Regions from separate parts of the Mus musculus genome. Here region 2 is linked to region 1. A link is a contact called in public HiCAR-type data. All regions are on one chromosome and are shown on one strand. Each heading gives the region's core, a stretch centred on a gene start, on an enhancer-like site or on the middle of the called end of the contact. The rest is flanking DNA. Distances are from core to core; before and after follow the strand shown. Region 1 has its middle 34 kb from the start of Arl4c. Region 2 overlaps Agap1 (ArfGAP with GTPase domain, ankyrin repeat and PH domain 1).

Region 1 (3,432 bases), core at 569-3,068:
GTTTGCACAGAGCTTGCCTTGTGTTTTATAAAAAGGAAAGAAGCCAGGGATCTGTTTGGTGGAGGCATGGTATGGTGTGGAAGAAGGGGGTGCTCTGCGGGCCCATACTGAAGCATCCCTGAAGCACCAACCACACAATGGTAGAGTATAGAATAGAGTTTAGAGGCTGACCATGAGCACGTGGAGAGAGGTGGGGAGGGGAATGGGGAGAGAGGGGGAAAAGGGTAAGGGAGCAAGAGGAGAAGAGAAGAGGAGAGAGTGACTAGGAGGCAAGCAGCCCCTTTTATAACTAGTCAGGCACACCTGGCTGTTGCCTGGTAACTGTGGGGTGGAGCCTAGATGAAATGCCAACAGCCTGATTTGGAGGCTGGTAAGTTTCAGATAAGTTTCTCCATCTGTATCTGGATGTTGAGTAGAGGTCAGAAGTCAATATAGCTCTGAGTTACTCCCACAAACCCTAGCCTGGCCCTGCACCTGGAGAAAGGGGCTGCCCAGGAGGAGGGTCCTAAAATCCTTCCTTCTGTGCTCCTGATCTAGAATCTTGAATGGATCCCAGCAATGATGTAGAACCCTGCAGGGAAACCCAGACAAAACTAGGCAAAGAACACCGTATAGGCCCTGTCAAAGATTTCAGCCTCTCTTATGTGCATACAAGCCTCAGCAGGGTGACCCCCTACAGGGGCCACCGGGATTACCACCTGGTTGTTGATTATCCTGTAAGCAGTCTTTGGGGGTAGTTAGATTCCACTAGGGCTTGCAGATGGCATTACATTTGGAGAATACGCAGTCTACTGCACCTGATCCACCATGTGTAAGTTCCATGTTTTAGCCATGTATGTGGGAAACTGAAATCAAGGAGGCAAGGAAAGCTAGACAGAGGCAGACCCAAGAGAAGAGGCCCTAGTTAGCCATGGGCACTGCTGCTTGGAAAGCTGTCATGAGAGCTCTTTATTTAGAGCTCATTGCTCGGTCTGTAGGCCGCATGGAAAGGAGGGTGTGGACATGCCACCTGCAGAGTCCGGGGGAAGCTGACAGAGCCAGGCGGGAGTGTCCTGTCCTTCAGGCACAGGTGCAGGTTTCATTCCCAACCTAATCTAGTCTTATGGGGTACAAGCAGGTTTCCTTCACGTAAAGTCCCACACTTTCCCCATTTTGCCTTTGGGGGCTCCTGTTTCCGAGCGGCTATTCAAGCGTAAATCTTGAGCTCAGCAGAGGCCGCTAAACAGTGTTTTCCTGGGATGTTAATTGGTATTAGGATTGCATTCAAAGAGGAGGAAGGCTAGGAGTCCTGTGGTCAGGCTGTTTTTGAAGTGCTCTATTAGCATATCAACAGAGTTAGAGGCCTTTGTTTATGGCAGAGTTCAGGGGCCTTTGCAAATCCCCGGTGGAATGCAGATAGGGCTTTTCCAGCTGGACCCTAGACTCCAGTTGCCCCTGGAAGAATCTATTGGGACCAGCACTCCTCCAGGGACTTAGGGGAAATTCTGCTGTCTCGAAAGTGGTGTGTACCCTGTGGAACTGGCCAGATGATGATGGACCCATAAGCAAATGTGCAAAGATGAAGTCACGATCCAGTGGCGATCAATCAAAAATATTACCCTAATATACTCGTGATAGCTACTCTATAAGGTCTGTGAGACCGGAAGTCAACCTCTCACTTTCCGAGCTCTGCCGTTCACAGCAGCCCCACCTCCCCTGCTCTGAAGCTCCAGGCACCGGTGAGTCAGCTGCCCACTGAGAATGCCCAGAGCTGACCACTCAACGAAGACTTTCGGGTTCAGACTCTGGGGGAAGGAGTGAATGCCAGGGGCTTTGTGTCATTTGAATAGAGCATAAAAAGCTCACCAGGGGCTCTGCCCCACACTAATCCCCCTCAGCAGAGTGGACAACCCAAATGAGCCCTGGTTCAAAAGGAATCTTGAAAGTTTTTGTGCAGAGAGGTGGGAGAAAGGCTTAAACTCAGCACAGTAGTCACTGGAACCAACAGAAGTGATGGCTGCTTTCCTGTGTCCCATGTGCAGTTGGTTTTAGCAGTATTTGCTTTGGAAACTAAAGTCATCAAAAAAACACAGCAAGATACAAGCACACGGGACTTTGAATCTGCTGATCTTGGGGCATATTTTGGAGGGACAGAGCCTGCACCAAGGGAAGTCAAGTTCTTAACTGGCTCCAATGGGATAAGCCTCAGTGCTTTATAATGAAATAAAAAGTACACACACACACACACACACACACACACACACACGCTGGGCATGGTGATTCATACCTTTAATCCTAGCACTTGAGTGGCTGAGGTAGGCAGATTTCTGAATTCAAGGCTAACCTGGTCTACAAAGTGAGTTCCAGATGCACAGGGATGCGCAGGAGAGACAGAGACACACACACACACACACACACACACAGACAGAGTCAGAGAGAGACAGAAACAGACAGAGATATAGAGGACAGAGAGAAACAAAAAAGAAGGAAAAAGTAGCTCACCCAGTTGCTGGAGGAAAGAGAAAAGACCGTTCCTTGTATCCATTTGAAGAAGAAAACAACATTAAGCCAAGGGGGCTGGAGAGATGGTACAGTGGTTCAGATGAATCAAGTTCCTCTCCCAGAGGACCTAGGTGTGTTTCCCACTTGGCAGATCACAACCATCTGTCACTTAGACACATATGCATGCATATATACACGCACACACACACATACACACAAAAATTAAAACTACATCTTGAAACAAAATACTAGCTCATTATCAACTCTTAACCAAAGACTGAAAAACAGCAATGCCATTAGCTCCTGGGGTTTGAAGACTCTTGGTCTCCTGAATGTCCACCCTCTCCTATGCACAGCTGGAGTAACAACACACACACATATACACACACACATACATACACACACTTCACTGCAGCATTCCTGTGGAGATGGATGGTTTATGAGAGCCAGAAATGAGATAGTTGGGGAAGGGTGTTTAAAACATGTCCCCAGACAAGGGACTGCGGTGCATATTTTACACACCAAAACAGACCTGGCCTCCAGGTTCTCCCAGCATCCCTCAGTCTCTATCTGGCATACCCTGCCCCCAACCCTCAACTTTCCAGTCCAGGCTGCCCTTCCTCTAGAGGCTCCCCCTCCTCTTCCTCTTCTTCTTCCCCACCTCCCCCCATGTGCATGCATATTTCTCTGCCTCTACTCCCTTCCCAACTCCCCTTCCCATGCCCTAAATAAACACTATTCTATACTATACCCAACGTATGGCTGGTACCTCAGTGGGAAAGGATGCTTCAGCATAAACCCGCTGAAGTTCTCCTTCCACCTCACCATACTGTGCTCTATAAAACATATCTTGGCTCCCCCCCCCTTTTTTTTTTATAAAACACAACACTTTTCTTGCATCCAGCAGAAAAATATATCTGAGTTGTGACTAGGGAAAGGGTGTGGGATGGC
Region 2 (3,432 bases), core at 244-2,743, 840 kb before region 1:
AAGAAAGCCCAGAAAGGTCATGACAATGAATCAAGAAGTTACTCAGAATCCAAACTTCTCCTGCTCAAAGAACAAGATGCCCTGTATTAAGAGCAAAGATTCCCTGGGCTACAAACCTTAATGGAAAAGGTCATAAAGCTATAAGGCCAGGTTGGAAAACCAGAAGGGACCAAAGTGTCCTAGCATTCACCCAGTCAGGGCCGAAACAGAGAAGCCAAAGACCTTTCCAGAAGTGGTGTGAGAAGCTTGTGACAGGAGGCTGAGGTAAATAAAGAGACATGAATAGAAGAGGCGCAGAACAAAAACTGCTGAGGGTATGGGAGCAACACAGACCTAAGGGCAAGCTACAGCGGTGTCAGAGAGTAAGCAAGCAAGCAAGCAAGCAAGCACAGGGCCCACTGCACAGGCGGGCAGTGGAGGGGCCCACACAGAGTAGTAGCACTTTAAGGACCACGGGGTGAAGACTGGCTGCACTGGCCTAGCTCTTGAAGAAGACTTGAAGAGCAGGAGGGTAACAACAGACTTGAAGGGGAAGAAAAACAAAACACATCCTACAACACATCCCATTCAAGGATATGTGCCATCTTCACTACTCAAGAATCTCTCTCTCTCTCTCTCTCTCTCTCTCTCTCTCTCTCTCTCTCTCTCCCTCCCTCCCTCCCTCCCTCCCCCCCTCCCTCCCTCCCTCCCTCCCTCTGGGGACAGTCTGCAGGAAACAGACTCTTAACAATGGAAGCCCTGCATCCCATCCAGCTACCACCCACAGCAGTGAGAAGAATCCCCATACACTGTAATCACTTGATTACAGTCATAATACGTTCTGATTTGACTACACAGCTCGCTTATTATGGGCATGAGAAAATAGAGGAACAGTTTCAATTACACTTCGTGTAACAGACGAATACAAGAGAATAGCTTTCAATCACGGTGAACGGGTGTAAAAGTTCATTAACCGCTGATCCCTTTACGACAGCCACCTGAGATGATCCTCCACAGGCACAGTTTTAATGCATACTTACCCAAATCTCTAAGCTCAAATACATTTATGAAGATTAGCATTTTTGTTCATTTCGGCAAGGCTGAGGTATTAGCTAGTTTGCTTTGGATAAAAATCCCAAGCTCATTCACCGAAGACCCAGAGAGTTAAGTTAAAATTAAAAGCCTACATCTTGTAAAATAGGACAAAAGCCCAACTTGGGAGGCTGAAAGAAGTCACATTCCAGCCAGAATGGAAGCCAGCAGCCTTCCTCTGCAAACAGGGTTCAGCTCAAATCCATCAGCAGCTTTTAAATCAAAGGCCTTTGCTTCTGCCTTAAATGCTAGGTCAATTAGAATTCTAATCCAAAAAATGGTCCTTAATGGGCCTTCATTAAAGTTCACAGACACTTGTTCCAAACACTGAGTTTGTTGTTTAAGCCTCCCTACGTCCTCACCCGAGAAGCTGCTGAGCGAGCGGCCGAACACTAGCTAGTCACAGGCTGCCTAGGATACGTAAGGCACCTGAGACAAGAGACCTCCAGCTCAGGCAGGAAGTAGGAGATAAAGGGTGTCTGTCACTTGTACACACAGCTGCCAACTGCAGGACTGTGCACTCCTATTAAAAGCTGGGTGTGGTGGTGCCCATTTGTAGTCGCACTGCTGGGGAGACAGGTGGATCCCCAGAGCCAACTTAGTGAGTTGCAGGCCAATGAGAAACACTGTCTTTCTGGCTCACAGTGTCAGAAAGTGTCAGGGTGGGGAAGTCAGAGCAGTGCTAGCCTCAAGCAGCTGCTCACTTCCCATCCACAGGTCAGAAACAGACTGAGGAATGCTGGCTGCTCAGCTCACGTTCTCCTCCAGATACAGTCCATGATCCCAGCCTAGGGAATGAGTCATGCCATCCACAGTGGCACTAAGGACAATCCCACCTCAAACTCAGCAAGATTGCCTGACAGTTATAGCCAGAGGCTGGTCTCCAGGGTGCTTCTATACCCTATCAAGTTGGCATGAGATAAACCATTGCACTAAATTCCCTTAAAATCAAAAAGTTTAGTGCATCCAAGAACACTCCCCAAGACATAAAAACACAAACCACAAAATGAGTGATCCCAGCCGGAGAATCGATGAATACCCACCCGGAATACATGAGGAACACTTACAGCTCAACAAGAAACACACAGCCCAATTTAAACATGGACAAAAACCTGAAAAGGCTCTTCTCCTAAGAATATACACAAACAGATGAAAATCACAGGAAAACTGTTCAACTCTATTAGTACTGGAAATGCAGATCAAAACCACAGTAAGACAACCCTTCTCACCAACCAGAGCAGCTGCAATGAGAGAGTCACAACAGTGTGCAAGGGTGTGGAGAAACTAGAGCTCTCAAAATCTGCTGGAGGAAACGACTAGCCAAAAGGCAGAAGCAATCCAGTGCCTACCCACAGCAAAAGGAGATACAAAAACACAATGAGCGTGTTCCACCCTATCTTTAAGAAGAAAATCTGACCCATGCTAAGACATGAGGAAGCATTGGATGTATGTAAATAAATAAATAAATAAATATTGCATGTTTCCATTTATATGGAATAAGTAAATCCACAGAAATTAAATGTTGCCAAGGCTGGGAGGAAAAAAAAAAGAATCTGAGAGCGGCCACTAAGGGGTATAAGTTACTTGGAGGTGACACCAAATAAACAAACAAACAAGCCAGAATTAGGTAGTACTCATGGTTATGCAAATACAAGCTTTGACTTCAACATTTAAAATTTTTATTTTTAATTGGGGGATGCACTTGAGTGCAGTGCCCAGAGAGGCTAGGAGAGGACAGCGGATCCTAGAGGCCACTGTTGTTTCAGAAGGCTGTAAGCTGTCCAGCATGGCTGCTGGGAACTGAACTCAGGTCCTCTGTAAGAACAGTATACACTCTTAACTGTGAAGCCCTCTCTCCAGGCCCAGGCAGTACACTTTGAAAGGGATAGAGTTTAAATGGGTCACTGGGATGTGCTCTCTAGAAAGATGCATCTTTCCTCCAAGCCCCTGTGCTTCTAGCATGAAGATGACATCTCTGTTCTGTCACTTTCCCCACCATGATGCATTTGCCTGCCCCACACGGGAATCAGTGTAGCCTATGGTCCGACAGTTCTGGAACTAGGTATAAGGCTTAAAGAAATCTTTCTTCCCTAAGTTGCTACTTATTTAGAATATTTTACCACAGGAAGGGCAATCTAACACAACCCTTGAGATGGGATCTAGTGTGAGGTCAGAGGTCCTGGTGAGATGGTATGCTTGAAGGGACCTAATCTATCCTCACTCATTTCTACAAGGTATTTCCCTCTCTATGCTCTTGCTGGGCTGCCACAGGCCCAAGCAACTGAAACAACCAATCAGGGACCAGTACCTCTAAAGCTGTGAGCTACTGTTAACAAAAGAAACAGCTCTGGAATTGAATGG

Evidence for each region. HiCAR-type assays count read pairs that join an accessible place to other places.
Region 2: a contact with region 1 is called in a HiCAR-type map of astrocytes, with 5 times the contacts expected there. The contact joins two enhancer-like sites. A contact is called at or near these places in 2 of 115 datasets of contacts at active chromatin or transcription factors (astrocytes and bone marrow-derived dendritic cells).

What each region holds. Positions count from the first base shown.
Region 1 is chr1:88,666,922-88,670,353 of GRCm38.p6, reverse strand. No RefSeq gene overlaps it. Among named protein-coding and RNA genes, the nearest start is that of Arl4c, 34 kb to the left of the region's middle. Within about 2 kb of position 1,818, at least 56 of the 459 cell types and tissues checked have an H3K27ac peak or open chromatin away from gene starts, as enhancers often do. A contact at or near this core is called in astrocytes, where this site is marked.
Region 2 is chr1:89,508,297-89,511,728 of GRCm38.p6, reverse strand. The region is part of intron 1 of Agap1 (ArfGAP with GTPase domain, ankyrin repeat and PH domain 1); the gene reads right to left. Among named protein-coding and RNA genes, the nearest start is that of Agap1, 55 kb to the right of the region's middle. Within about 2 kb of position 1,493, at least 42 of the 459 cell types and tissues checked have an H3K27ac peak or open chromatin away from gene starts, as enhancers often do. A contact at or near this core is called in astrocytes, where this site is marked.